Regions from separate parts of the Mus musculus genome. Here region 2 is linked to region 1. The links are chromatin contacts, called in public promoter capture Hi-C maps. All regions are on one chromosome and are shown on one strand. The core of a region is the stretch at or near the end of the contact, and the rest is flanking DNA. Distances in the headings are between cores, read along the strand shown. Region 1 holds the start of Rhot1 (ras homolog family member T1). Region 2 holds the start of Rhbdl3 (rhomboid like 3).

The links. Capture Hi-C pulls out chosen DNA fragments and counts their contacts.
Region 2: a contact with region 1 is called in a promoter capture Hi-C map of adipose tissue. The contact joins the promoter of Rhbdl3 here to the promoter of Rhot1 in region 1. A contact is called at or near these places in 2 of 39 promoter capture datasets (embryonic stem cells and hippocampal neurons), 2 of 484 Hi-C or Micro-C datasets (embryonic stem cells and muscle stem cells), 3 of 115 datasets of contacts at active chromatin or transcription factors (effector CD8 T cells and embryonic stem cells) and 3 of 9 other capture datasets (adipose tissue, liver and pancreatic islet).

Annotation. Positions count from the first base shown.
Region 1 is chr11:80,204,538-80,210,761 of GRCm38.p6, forward strand. Rhot1 (ras homolog family member T1) reads left to right here and starts at 4,514. Exons shown (of 19, transcript NM_021536.8): 1 at 4,514-4,786. The coding sequence starts at 4,711.
Region 2 is chr11:80,298,165-80,304,326 of GRCm38.p6, forward strand. Rhbdl3 (rhomboid like 3) reads left to right here and starts at 2,748. Exons shown (of 9, transcript NM_139228.3): 1 at 2,748-3,107; 2 at 4,500-4,523. The coding sequence starts at 2,997.

The DNA.
Region 1 (6,224 bases), core at 3,264-5,763:
CAGGCAGTATTTATAGGGCTTTTTCATTATATAGGAAGATAGAATTTTTTTTTTTTGGTTTTTTGAGACAGGGTTTCTCTCTGTAGCTCCGGCTGTCCTGGAACTCACTTTGTAGACCAGGCTGGCCTCGAACTCAGAAATTCGCCTGCCTCTGCCTCCCAAGTGCTGGGATTAAAGGTGAGCACCACCACACCCGGCAAATTTTTTTTTTTTTTTTTTTTTTTTTTTTGAGACAGGGTTTCTCTGTATAGACCTGGTTGTCCTGGAACTCACTTTGTAGACCAGGCTGGCCTCAAAAACTCAGAAATCTGCCTGCCTTTGCCTCCTGAGTGCTGGGGCCACCACGCCGCCCTTTAAGATTGAATTTTCTTAACTGTCTCACACAGTATGCCATATTGTTATTTCTTTGGCCTCTGAGGCAACAGAGAGGTTAAATAATTTGACTAATAATGCTTAGCAAGTAATTGGCAGAGTTAATGAACCAAGCAGAACCAAGCAGCAGGAGGACTCGGAATTCCCTGCTCTTAACCACCCATGTTATCTTTAGGGGAAATTCTGAGTGACCTCTGATGGACGTTTGTTAACATCATGAGAAGGACACAGGGCTCAAGGCTAGCCATGGGGGGCCAGCTCAGCTCAGGGACAGGGAGAGAGAGTGGGGAATGGACAGAGAAACGTGTACACTGCAGGCGAGGGAAACTCCAGCTGATCCCTTCTTTCTCCTTTAACAAAGTGCTGGCCTTGATTTGTATTCATCCATAAATATCGCCAGGTGAAATTGCTTGCTAATGAGCTGGACAGATGGCTCAGCGGTTAAAAGCACTGGCTGCTCTTCCAGAGGTCCTGAGTTCAAGTCCCAGCAACCACGTGGTGGCTCAAAACTATCTGTAATGGAATCTAATGTCCTCTTCTGGCATGCAGGAATACATGCAGATAGAGCACTCATATATAAAATAAGTAATAAATCTTTTTTTTCCATTTTTATTAGGTAAAGTAATAAATCTTAAAAAAAAAAAAAACAGCAATTGCTTGCTGTTGCTTCCTTCCTGGGGGTCTGGATTTTTGTTGTTTTATTTGAGACAATATGGACGCCAGGCTGACCTTAAACTCACAAGCCTCCAGCTTCAGCCTCTTGAGTGCTGTGATTACACACATTCAGCTTGGATTGTTATTTTACTTTATTTTACTTTATTTTATTTTATTTTATTTTATTTTATGTGTGTGGGTTCTTTTGGCTGTGTACTATGTGCATGTTCAGTGCCTTCAGAGGCCAGAAGGCACTACATCACCTGAAACTGGAGCTACAGACCACTGTGAGCAACCATGTGGATGCTGGGAGTCAAACTTGGGTCTTTGCAAGAACAGCCAGTGCTTTTAGCTGCTGATCCATCTCTCTGGCCCGTCTGCTTGGATTTTAAAGTAAGTGTTATTTACAAAGTGCTTCTTCATAGTAACATCTCTGATGTCTTCCCAGATCTTTTTCTCCTTAGATCCCTGCCTAGCAGACTTTTTCCCTTGATAAAAATGTCAAAGCTTTTAGATAGCACACATCTACAATACCATGAAGGCTTCCCTCTCCTGTGGGAGCCCTGCAAAATTTGAATTAATGCTGCTCTCAAATGCAGCGGTGCATCGAGCTCCTTGGGTCATGACCCACTACAGAGTGTGGCTTGAGGTGGCAGTTGCCCAAATGCTTGCTCTTTTTCAAAAGGCCTTTGTGATTAATGATCTGGTCTTTGTGTAACTTTTTTTTTTTTTAAAGAAAAGTTTTGGGCCTTGGAAAATGGCTTAGTGGGTAAAGAAGTAAAGACTTGAGTTCAGATTCTCAGCACCTACATAAAAAGTGCCACGTGTGTGTGCTGACGGTGGAGGGTGCAGGGGTGTAGAGACAGGCAAATCCTGAGTGGCTTGCTGGCCAGGCGGTTTAGCCGTATCAGTGAGTTCTAGCTTTAGTGAGAGACCCTCTCTCAAGCAAAACCAAGGTGGACAGTGATGGAGGAAGGCTTCTGACTTCCAATAGCATGAGAAGGGGTATGTGTTTGCATTAAACACACACACACACATGCACCACACACTAAATAAACACATCTTTTTTTTTTGGTTTTTGTTTTTCAAGAGATGGATTCTCTGTGTAGCCCTGGCTGTCCTAGAACTTGCTCTATAGATCATGCTGGTCTTAACCTCACAGAGATCTGCCAGCCCCTGTCTGTTGAGTGCTGAGATTAATGGCATGGGAGATATCCCCAGCTAAAATTCTGTATGATACATTATTCAGATACAAAGCACAATCTCTGACTTACTGTGATTTGACTATTTATTTATTATTGCTGACCTGTTTTGAGTCAAGGTCTCTTTATGTAGTCTTGGCTGGGATGGAACTATTTTTTTTTCTTTTTTAAAAACATTTTTATTTATTTTATGTATGAGTGCTCTACCTGTATATACACTTGCATGCCAGAAGAAGGCATCAGACCCTGGTATAGATGGTTGTGAAACACCATGTGGTTGCTGGGAGTTGAACTCAGGACCTTTGGAAGAGCAGGCAGTGCTCTTAACCATTGAACCATCTCTCCCAGACCCTGGAGTAGAACTCTTTTAAGAAATCAGCCTGTCTCTGCCTCCTGAGTACTGGGATTAAAGGCACCTGTCACCACTTCCAGCTATATTAAAAAAGAAATCTATAGTAGTGTCAATTGTTTCTCTATCTTTTGGCTAAAATGTATCATAGTGCCAAAGTGATAACATGGTTAATAGAATTGTATTTCACAATTTTTGATGCCTTTCTGGGCTAGTAATAGGCAGGACAGCAGCAGCAAGTGTCTCTCAGCTGTGTGATCAGGAAGATAAACTACTGTGTTATTTAAATGTGGTGCTTGGAAGGTTACTAGATTACTAGATTTCTGTTTATAGTGGGTTTATCTGGTGGTGATTCCATCAGAAAATAGTGGAACATTTAAATATTACTTCATGAGGTTGCTCCAAATATTTATGCAAGGAAGGGTCTGACATCTTCATTTGGTAGAGAAGAAACAGGCAGAGGGGCCATGAGTCCTCTAGAGTCCTGTAATCTTCTTTGCAGCTACCGTCCTAGGGACATCTCCCTGTGAACAAGAGGTGTGCCTTCACCCCCTGTTGTATCACGGAGTGGGGTTTTGTTGCTTGTTTGAGACAGGGTTTCATTGGGTAACTCAGGTTGGCTCTCAACTAGTGGTCCTGCTTCAACCTCTTGAATACTGGGATGGTTTATATCACCACACCAGCTTTCCCAGGCACTTTTTAAGAAAGGGTTTCCTTCTATTTCTGTCTGTCTGTTTTTTTGTTTGTTTGTTTGTTTTTTGAGACAGGATTTCTCTGTATAGCCCTGGCTGTCCTGGAACTCACTTTGTAGACCAGGCTGGCCTCGAACTCAGAAATCTCCTGCCTTTGCCTCCCAAGTGCTGGAATTAAAGACGTGTGCCACCACCGCCTGGTGGGCATGAAATATCTATGTGTGGATAAGAATAGCTTTGATGGCTTAATCTTCTTGCCACCACCACTTTCAGGTTTGAAATACCATGGCTCCTTAGGTCTCACCCTAAAGCCCAGGCTGGCCTCAGATTCATGGCAATCCTTCTACTTCATCTTCCCAGATGCTGGGATTACAGGCATGAGCTATCACGCCCTACTTTTTTTTTTTTTTTTTTTTTTTGGTTTTTCGAGACAGGGTTCCTCTGTGTAGCCCTGGCTGTCCTGGAACTCACTTTGTAGACCAGTCTGGCCTCGAACTCAGAAATCTGCCTGCCTCTGCCTCCCCGGTGCAGGGATCAAAGGCGTGCGCCACCATGAAAAAAAAGCCCGGTTGTCGGCCTTTTTTTTTTTTTAAGCAATTTCTTGGGCTGTGATATAGTCTCGGGTAAAAGTGCTTTCTGTTCAGGCCTGATGACCTGAGTTTGACCCCTGGATCCAAAGTGCCTCTAAGAGCTGGCTTGTGCCATAATGTCAGCCAAGTACCAATTCTTGAGGACTGTCCTCTGACCGCCACATACTCACCATGGAAGATACTCAAACGCACGTGTCATACACAAATATACAGAATAATACATTTTGAGGGGGGGAAAACAGGTGATGGGCTCTGGGGAGTGTTCACACCCTGGGAGCCAGTAACCTTGTTCAATAAAGCATTTTTGAAAGGTAAGTCCAACAGTGTGAACACAGCTGAAAACCAGGTAGGCAGGTCTCTTGCCCTCCTGGACATTATCGTTTAGTGAAGAAATCTCCGATTCACGACCAAGCTCCTGCTGCGTGACCCTGGACTCTTCTGTTCTTGTTCTGTAAAACAAGTGGGCTCTGACTGTTCTGACCAAGGAATCTGTCACTTACATCCTCTGGCAGTGTTCAGACTGTGGCAGGCAAACCTCCGGGGTTTTGCGCTACCGTCTGCCTTCCTGCAGGGGCGCTGTTCAAGATACGAGAGCGTTGAGGTTCCGAAAGCTCTTGTCCCTCGCCGCCCGCCGTCGTCCTCGCCGCCGCCGCCGCCCGCGTCCGCGGAGCCGGAGGAGGCGGAGCTGGCTTGCCCCGGCTCCCAAGCGGAGCGGTAGAGGAGGAGTCGGTGCGGCAGGTCCTGGCGGCCGAGATTCGGGCGCAGAGGCCGCTAAGGCTGGCAGGGAGCGGCGGTATCGCGGGGAGAGCGGCGCCACGGGCTGGACGCTCCCGGCGTGAGGCGTGCGCTCCATGCGTGCGGGCCGAGTGCGGCCCCTGCGAGCCTCCGACATGAAGAAAGACGTGAGGATCCTGCTGGTGGGAGAACGTGAGTCCGCGCCCTGCCCGGCCTCGCAGCCCGGGTGCCCTCTCCAAGCCTGCCAGCCCCTTTGCTCTTCCCTACCGTGGCCCTCTGCTCCTCGCAGGCCTTGTCCCCCTTCAGTCCCTAACGCCCGGTCCTCTCGCTGCGAAAGCTGTCGCCGTCGCCACCACCTCCTCGAGTTCTTTCCTCTTGGGCCTCAGCGTTTGTCGGGCCACCTCCCGTCCGACCCTCTGGTCGCCTGTCAGTCACTCATTGCCAGGCAGATGTTGGAACAGGCAGACTGAGCACTTGGGACTGCGGGAACCGGCTGGCGGGGGACACTAGGGGGAGGAGGAGTGCAGAAGTAGTCGACTTGGGAGCAAGGTCAGGTCTCTGGAATTTTTTTTTTTTTTTTTTTTCACTTGCTGCCTTCACTGCTACTGTGCATGGGCATTAAGAGAGAGCGTTGGCTTGCTTGAGTAAGTAGCTCAGTAGTAGAATTCTAGCATGCATAAAAACCTGGATTCAGTCTCCAGCACCAAGAAGAAAAAAAAGAGCTTAAGATAGCGGGATTTTTTAAAAATTAGATTTTTTTTTTTTTTTTTTTGCCGTACTTGTGTCGAACAAACTCCTTCAAGTTAATAATATGAGTATTGAGTGAACGATACTTAACTAGGGAGGGATCTTTAGATGGGGCGATTGTTACCCTAAAAGTCTTAATTTTCGCTCCTTGTTAGACATTCCATAGTTCTGTAGTAGTTCTTTTAATAAGAGCAGGCATATAGGGCTTCCGAACAGGCACATGTTCCCATGCTCTTTAAAGATAGATCTCACTTTTTTCCTGGTAAAGAAGACAAAACAACAAAAACAACGCTTTTGCTGGCTGATAGGAATGCAGTATAGAGCAGGGATTTCTGATCTTACTGCGAGGTACATGACTTAATCATGGCAACTAAGTTAAAAAGAGGGGTTCATTAGTTCATGTTTTGCCATTGCTGATTTGAAGCATTCTATTATAAACCACTCAATTATATCTTTAAGTAGCCTCTCTAGGTCGCTGTGATACATTCCTAAGGAGGAAAGTGTACATATTAAGAAAAAAAAAACAATTTTGGGGGGGTGGGGTAGGGTGTGCTCTTAGGGCCCAGACAGAGCAAGTCAGATCCCTCGGAGCTAGAGTTACAGGTGGTTTGAGCCACCAGACTTGGGTTTTCTGCTTTTAACCACTGCAGCCCCAAGTCTGCTGGCCTCAGAAAGGGGCGGGAGGGGAGGAAACGACTGTGGACTGTTGATCCGTGTAGCTGTAGCAGCTTTTGGGAGAACTCTAGTCAAAATTGGGAACTAAGCTCCCGTGAAGCATAGTTTGCTTTTTTATTTTCAGTTATGGGTTTTTGGCCTTATTTATAATGGTATCTTACTCTTTCTTTTGCATCAAGTTCTCTAACAGTAAAGGAAGACATTATTT
Region 2 (6,162 bases), core at 1,498-3,997, 92 kb after region 1:
ATGGTTGCTGGGAACTGAACTCAGGCCCTCTGGAAGAACAGCCAGTGAGTCAGGCTCTTAACTGCTGAGCCATCTCACCAACCCAGAGATGAAGTCTTACATCCAGGCCTGGTGGGCAAATCTATTATCCCAACTCCTTGGGAGAATGAGATAGGAAGACTCACAAGTTCAAGGCCAACCTTAGCAACTTAATTTGACATACTCTCAAAATAAAAGTGAAGAGAGGGGGGCTGGTGAGATGGCTCAGTGAGTAAGAGCACCCCACCCGACTGCTCTTCTCTTCCGAAGGTCCAGAGTTCAAATCCCAGCAACCACATGGTGGCTCACAACCATCTGTAACAAGACGCCCTCTTCTGGTGTGTCTGAAGACAGCTACAGTGTACTTACATATAATAAATAAATAAATCTTTAAAAAAAAAGTGAAGAGAGAAAAGGAAGAGGAAAGAGAGGGAATATGGGGGTTGTATTGCCCTGGCCTCTAATACAGGACATCATAAGGATTCAAATAATCCCCCTGTTTCAGCCTCCCAAGTGGCTGGGTCTAAAGGCTCCTGCTGCTGCATCAGTCTAGGAGGGATCTTTTCAAGTGTTACTGTCTTCTGTAACAGTATCAGTGTTCTTCTGTGTCTCCTGCTGCCCTTAGGATGGAATCCAAACTCCATTCTCAGGAAACTAGCAGCCCTCTCTCTCACGCCTCCCCTCAGGCTGGACTCTTCTATTGATGCTGGTGTAGTTTGATTTCCAACCATGCCAAATCCCTTGCAGTTCCCCTTCCACTCTGCACGCTGTCCCCTCTGCCTGAATTGCTGTGTCTCCTGCTACAGGGCTATGGAAGTGCTTCCTTTGGGAAGACCTCCTGGATCCACCAGGGCCCCTCCTCTTCCTTTCAGGCTGTAGGACTCCTGAGTTTCTGTGGAACCCAAGATTTGTTGAACATGGCTGTGTGCCCCACCCCACCTCCACACACACACCAAGATAAACCACTTATAGAGGACAGGGCTTGTCTTTCGCTCATCCATGTACCCTCAGAGATCTCCCCTAGTGTTTAATAAGAGCTCAACAAATGTTCAGCAATGGGAAGGTAACTTCCCCATGAGGGGGTGACTGAGTTGGATCTGTTGCTAAGAGCTGTCCCTGGGCTAGAGAAGAGAAAGCTTGTGAGGACTAGCTGGGGGGGAGGGGGGTGTGTCAGTGGATGCTGGACATCTCTGCAGAGTGGCCTTCTCTTCCACGCACCTGTCTCTTTCCAATCCCCCTGTAACCAGGCTTTCAGAACCAGCTCTTTCCCAAAGGTCTGAATGTAACAGAGCCAGCACTGCTCATGTTATGTCCAGCCAACGGTAGCAGGGGAGGTAGAGACAGGGTCCCTGGCCCTCAGGGCCCCAGCAGTTGCTTATCCTAATAGGCTTTTTTATCAGAAAGAATTCAGCCTCTCTTCTGTCCCCTGAAGGCAGTTTTCAAAAAAATCACACCCCCATGCAGACAGTTTTATTTACAAGGAAATCTTGGCAGGATCTTGACTTGTTAGTAGAGTAGAGATGGGGGAGGGGTGGCAAGAAACAAAAATAGTTGGAATGATCACACTTTCTGAAACCGAGATGAAAATTGGTGTCTGTTGCAAACTCACCTAATTAGGATGGAACTGATTTCCTTCTGGGTTTAAGAGGAGTAGTCAGTGCTGGGCGAGATGGTCACAGGTTGGATCCTGGGTTTGCACGATGTGGTTACATTTGCGTTATGAAAATGAAGGTGTTAATTGCAACTTCTGATAATAATAATAATCCTTTGGACGTCGAGAGGGGTAATGATGATGCGGAGAGGTTGAAGGGCTTTGGTTCTGTATGTAGGCTGCCGGAGGAGCGGGGGTGGGGGTGTGTGTGGGTGTGGGGAGTGTGGGAGGGGGAGGGGCGGCTGAACCAGGACTGAGCCCCTGAGCCTCCCTTGAGGAGCATCTACCCCAGCCCGGGCACTGGCACAAATTATAGTTAGGTGGGAAGATCGCTTTTCCCACAGGTACTCTGTCTCCCATTTTTCTTCTTTAAACATCCTTTAGTACTTTGCTAACTTCATTCCTGGTTTTTAGTTTTAGTTTTTTGTTTTTGTTCCCCACCACCCCCACCCCCACCCCCGGCCAGCTCTCCCCCCACCCCGCAATCCCTCCCCGGCACTCCACCCCTCCGCTCCTGTCTGGCAGGGCACTACTTTCCTGGATTTAACATGGTCGAGAAACCTGAAGATAGCATACAGCTCTAGATGGAGAGGTAGGGCAAAGGTTAGGATTTAGGGTCCCAAACCACCTGACCTTTCTCTCATCTCTAGGCTTTCCCAGACCTCCCAGAATCCAAGACCACAGCGAACAGAGAGAGGTCTTAAGGGTGGCTGGTGGAATCCAATTTTCACATCTCACTCTCAATTCAGTCCTATTTAACCCTGACATGGCCAACTTCGTGAGAACCTCGCTTCTGCCTCCGTCACACAATCTGCTGCTTCCAAGTGATGGTTAACCCGGTGCTGAGCTGAGCAGGCTGAGGGCAACGCAGTCCCCATCTCCGGGCGGGAGGAGCGGCGGCTTGTCGCTCGCCTCCCGGCAGCCAGCCCTCCCTCTTTCCCTCCCTCCCTCCCCGCGGGCGGCCTGGGGGGGCGGGGGCCCCGCGAGCAGCCCCGCCCCCGCCGCGCGCCACCCCGGAGGAGTCCGTGGGGAGGAGGAGGCTCGCGCGCAGAGCGGGGGCCGCGCGGAGCGGGAAGGAGCGCGGGGAGCGGTAGGGCCCGGCTGGCCCAAGGGCGCCCTGCCTCGGGCCCGCGACAGAGGCCAAGAAGTTTGGCGGCTAGGGGCCCAGCGCCCCGGGTCGCGGGGGCCGCAGTGAGGGCGGTGGGGAGAGCAGAACCATGGGAGCGAGCGCGGAGGCGGCGAGGGGCGCAGCTAGCTCCTGGAGCAGCACGGCCGCGGCGGCGCAAAGTTAGCCCGGCGCCCCGGGACGAGCGCCGCAGTCTGGGCCATGGGCGAGCACCCCAGCCCCGGCCCCGCAGTGGCCGCCTGCGCGGAGGCTGAGCGCATCGAGGAGCTGGAGCCCGAGGCCGAGGAGCGACTGCCCGCCGCGCCAGAAGACGTGAGTGCCCCCTCCTGTGTCCCTCAAACTTTCTGGGGGGCGCCACGCGGGGAGACGCCACTGCCTCAGCTCCCTACCCCGCAGACAACTTAGAGGCTTCAAGGTTATGTCACCGGAGCGTCCGGGATGAGTCGGGGGTCCCCGAGGGTAGGAGAGATAGGTCTCCCCCAAATGCAAGCGCGCGCTCCCCACCCCGCTCGGGTTCCCGCGGCTTCACTGCGGGACACAGCCCGGGCCACTGCGCCGGGAACCTGTCGGCTGCCGAGCCCCCTCCCCGCGGCTGGTGCAGTGCCCGGGACACGGCGTTTTCCTGCAGAGGCGGCCGCGTCACTGTAGTGACTTCCCCTCCCCTCCCCTCAGCGACCTGCGGACTCTGCAAGCCCGGGGAAGGAACCGGCGCCGCAGATGCCCAGTCTCTGATCAGCGCAGACCGCTCTGGAGACCCCTTCTCGGCTGCCAGATTAGCTCCCGCCGGCGTCAGTCCGGTCGCGACACTGATTGAAATTCAAACTGATCTCAGTCCCTGAACCCAGCCAGAGCTAGCTGGGTCGAAATGCTCCCAGCAGGGGGCTCAGGAGTCCCTGACCACCTCGGTGCCAGGAACGGTCCCCTGGGGCAGGGTAGGGAGGGGTTACTCCAGAGGGCTTTCCTGCCATCTGCCGCTTAGATCTCTTGTCTGCTGTCCTGGGAGGCGAGGCAGGATCTGGAAAGCCCCGGGTGCTTGAGTTGATGAAACTACTCCCTCTCGGCACCCTGCCTCGGACCTGTCCCTCCTTCAGAGTAAAATTAAACCAGAAACCCCAGCCTACGAAACCACAGCCAGCAAATCTGAATGGGCCGGGAGTCTAACATCTCTCGGGTTTGCGTAACTAAACCTGTCACTTTGTCCTGGCCCTAACTCCTGAGAGAGTCTTCTGTATTCAGTACTTGCACTCAGTCTTGGAAGCATATTGGGGAACACACACACACACACACACACACACACACACACACAGAGTGCTCAAGCAGGGGCGAGTCTCCTGAGCAGAGTCCTCCAACAGACAAGGTCTGAAGGTGTACTCCGGGAGTAGATGTGGACGTGACCTTTCCGTAGCAGAAGTTATCAGAAACCCGGAGACACGGTTGGGAATCGTCCTTGTTCTCATTCCAGCATCTGACTGTGTTCCCCCCCCCCAAAAAAAAACACCCCATTCCCACACCGTACTGTGCGAGTTCTGCCTTCGCTCACACGGGGACTTTTCAGGTTTCATCTGGGGGGCCCCTGAACCTGATTCTGACTGCTGGGCAACAGCTGGGAGGTGATGTCAGAAACCTCAGGGGTCTACAGAAACCTTGGTGATAAGTGCCTTTCTTTCTCTTCTTCCTCTCCCGCATGGCCTCCCTCTCTACCAGCACTGGAAAGTCCTGTTTGAAAAGGTATGTGAGCAGTTAAATACCTTTCTTCTTCCCAGCCCTGCCTGAAACCGGTCTCAGTCTTCCTGCTTGACTGCGTGGGCTTTCCTAGCTCAGTGCTCCGGAGATGGTGACGTGCTATGGAGGCGTGGCTTAATACATCTAGGGCGGAGCCACACGGTGCTCTGGGTATCCGGAGACAGCAGTAGGCTCCCTAGAGAGAAATCGTTCATCCCTACAAATTCTTCTTGCACCATGGCTGGGCTTACGCCACCCAGAGATTGGACAACTTGTATTAAAGTTTTCGCTATGCAAGAGGAGAGGATTGCAGTGGGAGGCTGGGGGGAGGTGGGGGAAGGGGCATAAAAGAATCATTTGGCTCCTTTTCTGCTCCTATTATAAAAAATGCTTTGCCCCAGTAACATGAAATCTCTGTCTTCCTTGGGGAGGAGGATCTACTCACAAAATGGGCTCTTCCGAAGGCTGATCTTGTGTCTCGTTCTGCAGTGGGGATGGGCCAGTGCTGGGCAGTTACAAATGAAAAGTAGGATGTGGTCATTTGCAGCGCCTGGAGGAGAGGGGTGAGGAGTTGGTGAGGTTAGAAATGCCAAGTGTTGGGTTCTTTTCAGCTTGGTACTTGGGTTCTGCTAGATTGCCTCTCCATGCTTGAATATAGTCCAGGAGAAGTGACAGGAAGGTGCCAGTGTTGGTGGATTCTGAACACTTAAGTCACAAGCCAGAGTAGCTGTGACATGAAGTTGTGCAACTTTAAGAGATGTTTAAGCCAGGCATGCTGGCACACATCTGCAGTGCCTGCATTTGGGAGCTAAATTAAGCAGGACAGTCAGGAACTCGAGGCCATCCTTGGCTATCCTTGCCTCTGAGGCTTGCCTGGAATAGTGAATGGGGGTGGGGGGGGGTCCACAGTTGAAAAGGCATCTTGATCAAGACCTTTGTTTTAGGTGGGAACATTTTCAAGAGCTTTTGCTTGTGTGTGTGTGTGTGTGTGTGTGTGTGTGTGTGTGTGTGTGTGTGTTGTTGGTTCCCCCCCCCCCTTTGGTTTTCCGAGACAGGGTTTCTCTGTGTAGCCCTGGCTGTCCTGGCACTCACTCTGTAGACCAGGCTGGCCTTGAACGCAGAAATCCACCTGCCTCTGCCTCCCAAGTGCTGGGATTAAAGGCGTATGCCACCACTGCCTGACTTGCTTGTGTTTTAATGTGTATGGGTGTTTTGATTGTCTGTGCACAATATTATCGCAGTGCCTTCAGAGGCCAGAAGAGGGCATCAGATCCCTGAGACTGGAGTTACTGGTGGTTGTGAGCTGCCCTGGGGGTACTGGAAACAGAACCTGGATCCTCTAGAAGAGCAAACATTTCTTTTAATCAGTAAACCATCTCTCCAGCCCCCTCCCATCCTTTAAAGCAAGGTTGTTGTAGGACCCAGGAGATACTTAGATGCTGTAATAGTGGGAGAGGTGATGTGGGATAAGTCAAGCAGCTCCTATGACCAGCTTTCCAGTCAGTATATAGAAAGAAGAGATCTCTTTTGGCTTGTGGTTTTGGATATTCTTAGGGGAGCAGGGTTCGAGACAGGAGACAGGGTTTCTCTGTGTAGCCCTGGCTGTCCTGGAACTCACTTTGTAGACCAGGCTGGCCTCAAACTC